2 separate regions of the Sparus aurata genome follow, and region 2 is linked to region 1. A link is a contact called in public Hi-C data. All regions are on one chromosome and are shown on one strand. The core of a region is the stretch at or near the end of the contact, and the rest is flanking DNA. Distances in the headings are between cores, read along the strand shown.

What was found. A called contact is a pair of places that touch in the nucleus more often than the background predicts.
Region 2: a contact with region 1 is called in a Hi-C map of an unstated tissue, with 4 times the contacts expected there. The contact joins the promoter of sesn1 here to the promoter of foxo3b in region 1. A contact is called at or near these places in 2 of 2 Hi-C or Micro-C datasets (skeletal muscle and an unstated tissue).

Annotation. Positions count from the first base shown.
Region 1 is chr22:17,891,871-17,897,327 of fSpaAur1.1, reverse strand. foxo3b (forkhead box O3b) reads right to left here and starts at 3,091. Exons shown (of 4, transcript XM_030405224.1): 1 at 2,799-3,091; 2 at 1,750-2,478. The coding sequence starts at 2,307.
Region 2 is chr22:18,041,160-18,046,754 of fSpaAur1.1, reverse strand. It overlaps sesn1 (sestrin 1), which reads left to right and starts at 2,087. Exons shown (of 10, transcript XM_030404857.1): 1 at 2,087-2,200; 2 at 3,087-3,400. The coding sequence starts at 3,122. It overlaps cep57l1 (centrosomal protein 57, like 1), which reads right to left and starts at 204. Exons shown (of 11, transcript XM_030404931.1): 1 at 184-204. The coding sequence starts at 204.

The sequences.
Region 1 (5,457 bases), core at 1,842-4,341:
ACCAGGTGTTACTGATTAGACTTCAGAGATCTCCAGTCGTGTTAGTGGAAACAAAACTAGATATTCTTGACGAGACATCGGGACATGTCCAGCTAAAACTGGATCCCTTGTTTTTAATCCCTAATTGAGCATTTGAGCAACCGACCCGATAAAGACAACGTTGTCTCGACATAAAATTGAAAATTCAGCCTAAGGAGATGTAAAAATGCAATGTATTCGTGGTTGGCAGAGACATCCATTGCCAACATCTATACTGGCGCGTGGGTTGATTGCCACACCTCTGTGTATGAAGAAGGGGGTCTGCAATGAAAAGAGTCTTTTATAAGAAAACTAAAAAAAGGCTCAGGCTGTGAGCGGCGGCCCAGATTTATTGACAGACCATGCGTAACACTAAACCACCGACAGCCTGGCCCTAATGCCCGAAATTCCAGGAGTAACAGCCCTGCATGGTGACGGTGAACCCGGCCTTGACTTGGTTGGTCCACACACACGCACACACACACACAACCTCCCTTCTCTGCTCTTCACTGAAGCATATCACATAGCAAAACTTGAGAAGCCCCGACAAAAAATGGCCTATAGGCTCCAAGGCCCCTTGGGACTGGTCCAGCCTATGACGGGTGTTAATCTCTGCTCTCTGACCTTCTGCCCCCGCCCCTCGTCTTCGTTCGCGGGGGCCCATGTGTCTTTTGGGTGACCAGATAGCTGCCTTTTTTCCAACAACGACAAAAAAAAGGGTGAAGCCTCACCCTTTAACAGTGTACCCAAACTCATGGCAACCCAGTGATTATGTAATTCCCTCATGGCAGGATCAGCAACCTTGGCAGTTGTCTACCTGACCCAGGAGACTGATATATCCCCGCCAAGGTTTACATAACAAATGGCAAACAGGGCAATGCCGCTGTGGTTACAGTAGCATGATGGAAATTTTAGCCTCTGAATGTAAAGGGCAAAAAACAAAAAACAAAAAACAAAAAAAAACATGAAGCAATAAATCATTTAAGTCAGGATTCACAACCACAGAGAATGACTGGAAGTGCCCCACATGGATCAAGCCCTCACAGACACTTCCCTCCCCCTGTGCAACATTATTGTTAAATCGTTTTGTTTACATCCAGCTCCTTGTGCTATTAATGGATTAGCTGCTGTTCAGTAAACTGCATTATGTAACTGTATCATTCCTTGAGTCTTAAACGGGGGTTGCGTCACTCGAAATAGGCTACTGTGTTTCCAGACGAACCGGTTACAACCTCTCTGTTTGCTCTACTTCCAGACATGTGACTGTGGCTGTGTCGTCAGAGGAATATTATCGCTCATCACAATACAAAATAAAAATTAAAAAGAAAAAAAAAAAAAAGACAAAAGACATCACGTTTTTTGGTCGATTTGAAAAGATCATTATGTGTAGGTCACTGAACCCCAGAGAGAGTAATGATCTTGGATGCTTCCCTCGTGTGATTTTTTCTCATTTGCTCGACGTTTTCGGACAGATCTGTAATTCCCATTAGAATGATAATAAGAGGAATAATGAGCGCCAGACTTTCCAAATAGACGCTTGTAAAACAAAAACACGCGACTGTGCTGCTATAATTGTGTGAGCGTGCGTGAGTGAGTGTGTGCGTGCGTGTGTGTGTGTGTGTGTGTACGTCAGTGGGTTTACAAGCCACATGCTTTTTGTTTTTGTTTTGATGGAGGAAGGAGGGGGGCTGGCTGGGTGGGTGACAGAGAGAGAGGGGGGACGACTCTTACCTTCCATCCTGCAGAGCTGTTGCTGTCGCCTTTGTCTTTAAAGTAGGGGATGGATCTCACCATCCAGTCATAAATTTGGGACAGTGTCAGTCTCTTGTCCGGCGCGCTCTCGATGGCTTTGGTTATCAGGTCTGCGTAGGAGAGGTTCCCCCAGGCGTTCCTGCGAGACGATGCCTTCCTCGGGGTCTGCTGCGCGGCCAGGCTGCTGGGGGTCAGCGCGCCTGAGGTGGCCGTCGGAGAGTGCGTGGAGAGCGGGGAGCCTCCGCTGTCGTGGCCGGGAGAGGAGAGCGCCCCATCGGCCGCGGGGCTGTTGCTGCTCTGGTCCTCCGTCGCCAAGCCGGAGCCATTGACACCGATGGCCGAGGCGGTGGCGTTGTCCTCCTCATCGTCCTCCTCCTCGGGTATGATATCTGTGTCGTGGCTCTCCGGTTTCACCGCGTTTGAGTCCGGTCGCGGCAGCGGCCAGGTGCAAGACCTTGGCCGCTTCTGGGGCTCGAAGTCCGGGTCGATGGCCACGTCCAAGTCCGGGAGATGGTCGGGGAGCGGAGCCTCGGCCATGATCTCCAGCTCCGGTCACAATCTCGCCCCGCTGCCAGGTAAATAAAAGTTACAAGACGAGAAGCGAGGAGCTGTCAAAGTCGCGTCCCATGAATGCGCGCCCCCGTCCTTTGTTGCTATTCCACACCAGCGAAGTCCTGACGGGGCCGAGGGCGACTCACTTATTAGCGCCTGTTGAGGACATAAAGACAGAGAAAATCAGCCCGACACATTCAGTCAGAGTGAAGTTCAAACACAGCCCGAGAGATTCAACACAGCGGCCGAGCGTGTCAGCGAGGCTACGATAAACTACTCCTTAGAAATAAGAGAATGAATCGCCCCTCTGAGTTCATTATGAAACACTACTTGCTCATGAATAAGAGCTCTACATAAAAAAAAAAAAATCCTGGTGCACGGAGGTCTGAATCCACCCACAGAAGATCAGTGACAGAGGACAAAGTGCTCAAACCTCGTCTCTCATAAATCCGATCCCAACACTTTAAATGAAATACCTTGCACTTGCGCTCCGTGGCACAAAATAAATAATAATTTAAAAAATAGCCCCCAGACGAGACTCTAGATCCCGGATTGTCCGCGACCGCTTCCAGATGCCATCTTGACTCTCTCTCCTCTTTTCGCTCCGTAAGTGCGCTTCTGCGATATGGAGACAGATTGGAAGTGTGCGGGGCAAGTCAGTGTCGATGTGGAATAAGACTGCCACCTCACTCTGGGTTACTACTGTATCTCGATTTGCTCTCCACTCACAGCGCTGCACACACACACACACACACACACACACACACACACACACACACACACACACACACACACGCATGCAAGTCGATCAAGGGCCAGCCCCCTGGATCCTGTGCATGGGATCGCCTTTTAAAGAGACACTGCAGTCCAACAGGACGGTGCGGTCTGCGCGCAGGTGGAGGCTGCTGGGACACGTCCTGACATGTTGATGAGTGATACACAGAAATAATGGCGCACAACATAAGAACAACAGAGGATCGATTTGGTCGAGTAGTTTTTTTTTTAATTTTAGAAAGATTCTTTGACTGCGCTATGCTTGTAAAAGAGGAGTTATCAAACCGTGAGTGCTACAGATGCTCTGTTATAATCCATTAATTTTGATGCATCTGACTCTGAATTGTTTAATTATCACTTAATCTGTCAATTATTCTCCTGATTAATTGACTTTTTGGCTCATTGAATATCAGAATATCATGAAAATATGTCCACAACACTTCCCCAGAGCCCAGTCGACATATTCAAAAAATGTGTTTAATTTTAATATCACATGAGACAATGTAAATGAGCAAATACTCACATTTGAGAGGAAATAATCAATGATCTTTGGACATTTTTGCTAAAATAAAAAAAAAGGAATCACAGAAAATGGCGCTTAATACATGAATCAACTAATGGTTTCTCATTTAAACAACTTTAAAAGGTGCAATATGTAAAAACATTTACAGAATGACAATCAAGACATCTATGCATTGCGTTGTGTTGCAGAGATATCTACTGAAATTAGCATGCTGGTTAGCATGCTGGTCAGCAAGACACAATGTATACACAAATGCTAATAAACTGAATATTCCAAAACTTTTTGGAGTAACCATCTTGGATTTTGAAGTCGGGGTGGGGAACCCGACTTCAAGGAGCGTTCCTTTTGAAAGTGCCAACTGGGAACTCTGAAATTCTGACTTTTAAGTTCAAGTGGAATACACCATAAACCCGCCAGTCCTGGCTGCTAGCTGCATGGCTAACTAAGCTAACTAGTTAATAGCAGCTACAATGAGCAGTATCTCTGGTAATCATTTTTTTTTTCTATTTGGTGGCAAGTTCTTACATAATGCACCTTTAACTGCTGGAATAGAAACTGTGCTTTCAAAGAGACTTACGGTCACCTTCCAAAATTTGTTATCAAGAAATAAGGTGTGCCAAAACGTTTTATGGATTTATGCTTTTAATTTTATGAAAGATTAAATATAGTATTCATGTTAACTTGCTCAGAAAGAAAATGTGTTAATGTTTGATATAACCTAGTAATAATAATCCATGTTCCATCATATCACATGTGATTTTATATAAATATATAAATGTAATATGATGACATTGTTTTATGCTTCAGACATGATCCTCCAAAATAAAAGCATTGTCAGTCTAGCATCTCTCTATCTTTAACATCCATACATTTCCATTCACATCACTCTCATCTCAGTGACACTGATGGCGCCTTTAATCAGCGAACCAGCCTGTCAATCAACGTCCGTCACCGCGCTCGGGCCACGCCCCCTTTCTGGAGCCCATACAGGCTCGCTCGGGATGACGTCACCTTTTTTTTATTAGCCAGAGAGAGAGAGAGAGAGATAAGAGCAGAAATCCTAGATGGTTCGTCGTCCTGTAAGTGATGCTCTGGACCTCCGCTCCTCCTCCTCCACCTCCTCCACCTCCTCCTCAGGATCAAAACAGCCTCGTCCACATCTTCTTTGTTCCTCCGACGGCTGCCTGACGTGCAAGGTGCGCGTCCACCTGCGTGTGCTCGCGCGGTTTCTGTGCAGGAATGCGCGTTCACAGCTGACGATAACAAGATGTCACTTCATCAATACAGCATAGATTTAGATTTTGCTCATGTTATTTCCATGTTATTTCCAAGAATATTGTGTTTTTTAAATTAACTTCACAAGAATTGTCTCTCTTACAGTGAGGTCTACTCAATTCCTTAAACATAACTGTAAATAAACAGTGTATCATCTTTGTGCCTGCCTGTTTTTCATCTCAACCAGACTGACATGCTCTTTACAAAGCTTGGATATGATTATGAACTGTGTTCATTGGCACACATTTTAACAAGGCAGCTAGGTTCAACACACACACACACACACACACACACACACACCCTATCTACACTAGCAGTCTGGAGTGTGTACTGTACGGGATTGCAGGAGTGCATGCATTGTGATGTGATGGTTTTTGTTCCCTTCACATCAAAGAGAATACCTGATGCAGCAGTTTGGCTCCTGCAGAGAACTATAGAGTTAACCGCTCACTGGATGTACAGACAGAGGTTAGGATGTCTCGTGTGTGTGTGTGTGTGTGTGTGTGTGTGCGTGTGTGTGCGTGTGTGTGTGTGTGTTTGTGTGCAGAATTACTGTATGTAGC
Region 2 (5,595 bases), core at 838-3,337, 150 kb before region 1:
AAAGCAGCGACGACATCCATTTGCAACCGCCCTCCCCTATGTTCAAGCTATATAAACGTAAAAAAAGAATAGAAAAGCCTCTTCTTACAACCTAGCAGCTAGCAACAAGTGAGCGAAAGTAAACAATGCTGCAGCTAATGTGTTAGCCACATTCGCAGCTAACGGCTGACGAGCGAGTATTACCTGGTCGTAATGAGTCTCCATTTTGTAACACAGAGGACAATAGTCGTTTCAAACGATCATATGCTTCTATATAATATAATCAGACTGATTGTGTTAGTTGTAAATAATTCAATATTGCTGTCTGATTTCTTCGTGCAACTCAGTTGTCCTGTCACCATGAGGAAGTCCGAACATTTTAAATTTCCCTCCTCTTTGCCGCTCTCGTCACAGAGGTTCCGCCTGCGCACTGTTCCATCTCCCACTTCCCAGGTCTACAATGTGCCAGACGAATCAGTGTTATTTAACAGAAAAACCCACATTTTATTAAGGTTTGGTCACAGAGATACCATTCAAGATTATTTAGATCAAAGGAAACAAGTTAACATTATTAGAATTTCATCTCCCCCTTCTGCTTCCCTCTATCATATTTGACCAGGCTGTAGATTTTATCTCAATACAATTTAAGTGTTCAAATATTTAAATTAATCAACCAGACTACATGTTCAAATACATTTCAATTAGCGGTTTCATGTTCAAGTACAAACATACACTTTGGTAAGTTGGCTTCTTTGCATCAAGATATTTATTATGTGAGTGAGTGATCTTTTTTACATGAAGTGCTTTAAATGCTCATTGTGTGTGTAATACACCTTCCCTTTCAGAGAATCTGAACTAATTGTAAATCAATCCAAAATCTATTCTGCGTTTTACTTTTTGATTAAAGTTTGATTGAAGTAATCCTAATGAAAAAATAATAGAAATATTAATTCCCACACACTGATTTGTTAAAAAAGGTATTTGATAATAATAATGATAAGGAAAATAAAAATGATAATGATAATAATAACATTTTTTCATTGGAATTGATTTTGGGAGGATTTGATTGCCTGCACCATAAAAAAGCATGTGGTGTGTATGCTGTTGTCCACTCACCTTGAGTAATGTCATCACAAGTACACTGATATTTAAAATATTTAATCATTTCTTAATGTATTGCTGAAAAACTGACCTTATTATTATGCCTTATTTAAAAGAAATGGAGGATGTAAGCAGACATAAGCCCCTCATAACAAAGTTGAGGGTCTCATATCATATTATTATTAGCCTCTATCATATTATTATCACATTATTAGATGCCATTTTTGTCTAACCCCACACATACACACACATCCACCCAGAATACTGAGGACATGACCTCAGTGGCCTTGATTAACACCTTTTATTTAAGAAATAGCCTCTTATGGTCTGCAGCATAATGTGGAGACATGCTGTCTTTCAACTCAATAAAACACTTTTCAGATCTCTGAAGCTATTTTCTGATAGTGCCATGTGTTTAGCCTGTACCTCAATCACCAGTAAACATTTGCACAGCAGCAGTATGCAAATAGTCTGCTGCAGCAAAAAAGCGACGTGCTCACAGTGTGGCAGGTGTGCAGCGCTGAGATAGTGAATTTATCAGGGACAAAACATTTGTCTCTAACATCACAATCCAATTATATCTTCTGTCAGTCATTGTTGACGTGGATATTTGTGTGCTCACACTGTTTAGCTGGCACTGTTAAACGTTTTAATGTGTAGCTTGGCAGTTAAGTTCAATTCAACCGAGGTTAAATGTAAAACAACAAATCAAGTGGAAATGTAGGCTACACCTCCTTCTTTCTCTCCTCTGTCTGCCTTTCAGTTATTTCTGATAAACAAGAGCGGGGAGGGGGGGGGCTGCTGCCGAAATGTATGACGGGAGACGTAGTTCTTCCGAGCTAACATCCACAACACACAATACGCGAGGAGAACTCAACTCCCATAAAACCTTCCCCCGGGAGCTTGGCAACTGGCCTCCGACCAATCATTTGTCAGATCCCACACGGTAACGCCCTCGAATGCCCACGGCCTCCTCTCATTGGCCAAAGCGTTCTGCCGATCAAATGATTACTCTCAAGTTGCCCCCTCCTCTCGTTTCTACCCTGGGACTAGCGTTGCTGGTCAGTGCTGTGTGAAGGCGTCCCGGAGCAGAAGACCAGCGCCAAAGAATGTGGATAAAGTGAGTATTTGAGAATGACACTTTGTGTTTAATGTCCACATCGAAAGGTTTGCATGTAGGGGTTATGTTTTTCGTTTTCGTCCTTTGTACTTTACTGGTGTCTTTGTGAACGGGCAGCTTGGAAGCTTTGCCACGAAAAGGAAGGCAGGGAGAGATTGAATGGACCTCTACTAACTGACAAGTTGCGTATTTGCACATTTTCCAAACATGATATGTCTTACATTTAAAGAAAAAGACATTAACCGCGAAGGAAAAATTGGTAAATATAATTTACAGAGGCAGAAGGAGAGAATGACACTTTAACTGGCAGATTATGATGGCTTGTAAACATCACTATAATAGTCTGCACTTTAGCCGGGCTTATTTTTTTTTTTGGGAGATGATACAGACCAAATGTCAGCATGGTTTAGGTTTAAATCCCTGTATTCCTGCCGATATTTAGCAGTTACGAAATCAGATACACAATTTGTCAGTCATATTCTACACGTTTGAATGTTTTATCATTGAATTAAAACTCTCAACCATTACAGAATTTTCGAGACTATTTATACCATGGTGATCAATTGTGATGTCAGTGTTAGGTCATTTTGGCAGGTAGGGTTTTGCAAATTAAGGCTCAACCATTTGGTGGGGTCTGCTCCCTTACATCAGGATTTTTTTGAGTATGTCTGAGACTATATCGTCTTAGATTTGGATGTAAACACATTTTTGTACAGCAGTTTCTTTTTATTTACAATATGTGTTGATGCTGATATATACATATTTGTACATGGTTTGACACTGAATGTTATATTAGATGCTGTAGAATAACATTAAATCATTGTGAGGGGTTGTTTTGATGCTGTGATGTAAATACGGAGTGTTTCATGTGTTATTTGTTGTGTAGCCTCTTTTAAGACAGCACAAACGTTAGATCAAAAGATGGAAGTGCAGGAACAGGAATCTCTGGGGAGATGGGACGGGCTGGGCAGTCGGGATGCCGTCTCCAGGAACGAAGCCATGGAGAACATCTGCCAGGTGGTCATGAGGAAAGTGGAGGCCATCAAGCCAATACCACTACCGGTCCGGTTATCCCCGGCCTCTGGGTGCCTTCCCACTAGTGACCTGAATGACATCTTGGCTCACGTCCTCATGCTCTCCAAACGGTGTCCCTACGAAGACGTCAGGGAAGGATGCATCCGGCTTCTACAATCCATCCAGGTAAGAGATTCATACAGCTTATAACGAGACCCCGGTGAGCTTTGTGCTCTATGTTGCATTAATCTGTACCAGGCTGTCACTGGTCCTCCCATACCAGTGCTTATGGTATTGTTCTGCTGCCATCTGCTCCCCTCATCACTTCTTCATAAGCATTGCAAACATTGTGGTTGAGTCAGAACGACGTCAAGAGCCAATGCAATGTTTTGTCAAGTGGATTACATTCAGTGACACAACGAGACACCGCAAACTCATTAACACTTAAATACTGCAAGGGTCGAAGCCAAACTTCAGAATAAGATACACGCACAAAGAAAAATAGAGATCTTCACCGATGATTAGACAACATGCACATTTGCACACTTGGCACATGATGCAAGTTTCTTGATTATTAGTCAAATAATAAGCTAATTTAACCTAAGATCACATTGTTAAGGTTTTTAAAAGGCTGCAAATACAGAAATGTCTAATGTATTTTCTATATATGACAAATTTCACTTCTCATGCTTTTTACAATCAAACAATATAATTTAGCTGATGGTCTCAATGTCTAACAATTAATGTAACAGAAGAAAAAATGCCTTAATCACTTTAATTACAAGCAATCAATAGGAAGCCATTTAACACCATTTAACAGTTTCACCATCATGAACTCAGACTAAATAATTGAACACGTAATGCTTAACAATTAAGTTAAATACACTGCGAATAACTAATGATTTCAGTCGTAACTGTCAATATAGATTGCCGCAATTGTCATACAACATATAACATATTGATTGATTCTTCCTGGAAAAAAAACGTCTTTGCCTCTAAAGTACACTTCATGGCTTTATTATATATATTTCATCTGCACAATTTGCTCAAAGGCCTCTGTTCACCAGCACACAGTGAGTTTAACAGGCAATAAAAACTTCTACACTGCACTTATGTGGGTATTTTCAGAGAGCCAAGACATGTTTACTGAAAATACTCAGTGACGCCCTCCATCATCAACATCGTGCCATTATGACAGCCAACATTTCATTTTTTCATCTTATCTTTTTAAACACAATCAAAATGTTTCTTCATTTCTGTTGGTTGTTTAATTTGCTTTTTGTTTGTTTGTTTTCACAATGCTGTTAAAGTGTGACAGTGCACAGGCCTGTTGTTATTTAAATGAAAATGGGTGTAAAATTGCAGCACACATCACAACTACCAGTGATCTTTCTCAACCATCTGCTCACAGAAACATCACATCCTTCTACCAGTTAAAAATCCATGCCAGTGTGATCAGTATGCCATGCAGTTTCTGCGTTGTTATTGCAGATGTGGTGGGGCGTAATCTGGATTCAGGTCACAGCATGTACCTGAATCTGATTCTGTTTTCATGTTGTCGTCAATTCTGTCTGAGCCAGCCTTATTTCCTGATCCCTACTAACACCAGTGAAATCGCTAAGAAGTGGGCAGTAATAAAATGAATGGATATCCACGGCTATGTTATTTGTTAATTAAGGCCGGAGCTGAAGCACACAGAATTTATAATATTTTGACATTGTTTACCTGCAGAGGACAAAATATCTGCTTTATCCAAGCTTTGACGCCGTTTTAGCGGTGGCCTTTTCCCCTTAATGAGTCCTCTAATAACAAACAGAACTAAGCCCAGTGCATTTTGATAGCCTGAGGTGTCGTTCATTCTGGCGAAAATCGACTGTTTGGCAGCTGTATTAATTCCTGTTTGTGCGGAAGTGTTTTTTGGAAGATGGAGGAGAGAGGCAGAGGGAGATGAGAGAGGGAGAAAGCTGCTTTGTGGATTTAGCAGTGCACCACAGTACACACCGTCTGGTATTTTTGAATTATGCTAAGCTGCATTTCCCGTGGGCTTGCCAAAAGGTGCATTTATGAGCCCAATGTGGCAGCTCGTGTCGTTCTGGTCCCACGGTTGAAGAATCCCTTGACCAAAACACACACACACACACACACACACACACACACACACACACACACACACACACACACACACACTGTAAACCCTCGCAGACACTTCACCTTTCTCACATTTCAGTGATGGAAGGGGGTAAGGGAGGGGGGCTCAGGCTCAGACAGACCTCTAATTCCAGCAGATCCGCTGATTAAAGACAAAATCTTTGAAAGCACAGACAGTCCTTTCCTCATGACAACCCCCTCTCTTCTGCAAGAGGAAGGCCTCCTGCTTGGTG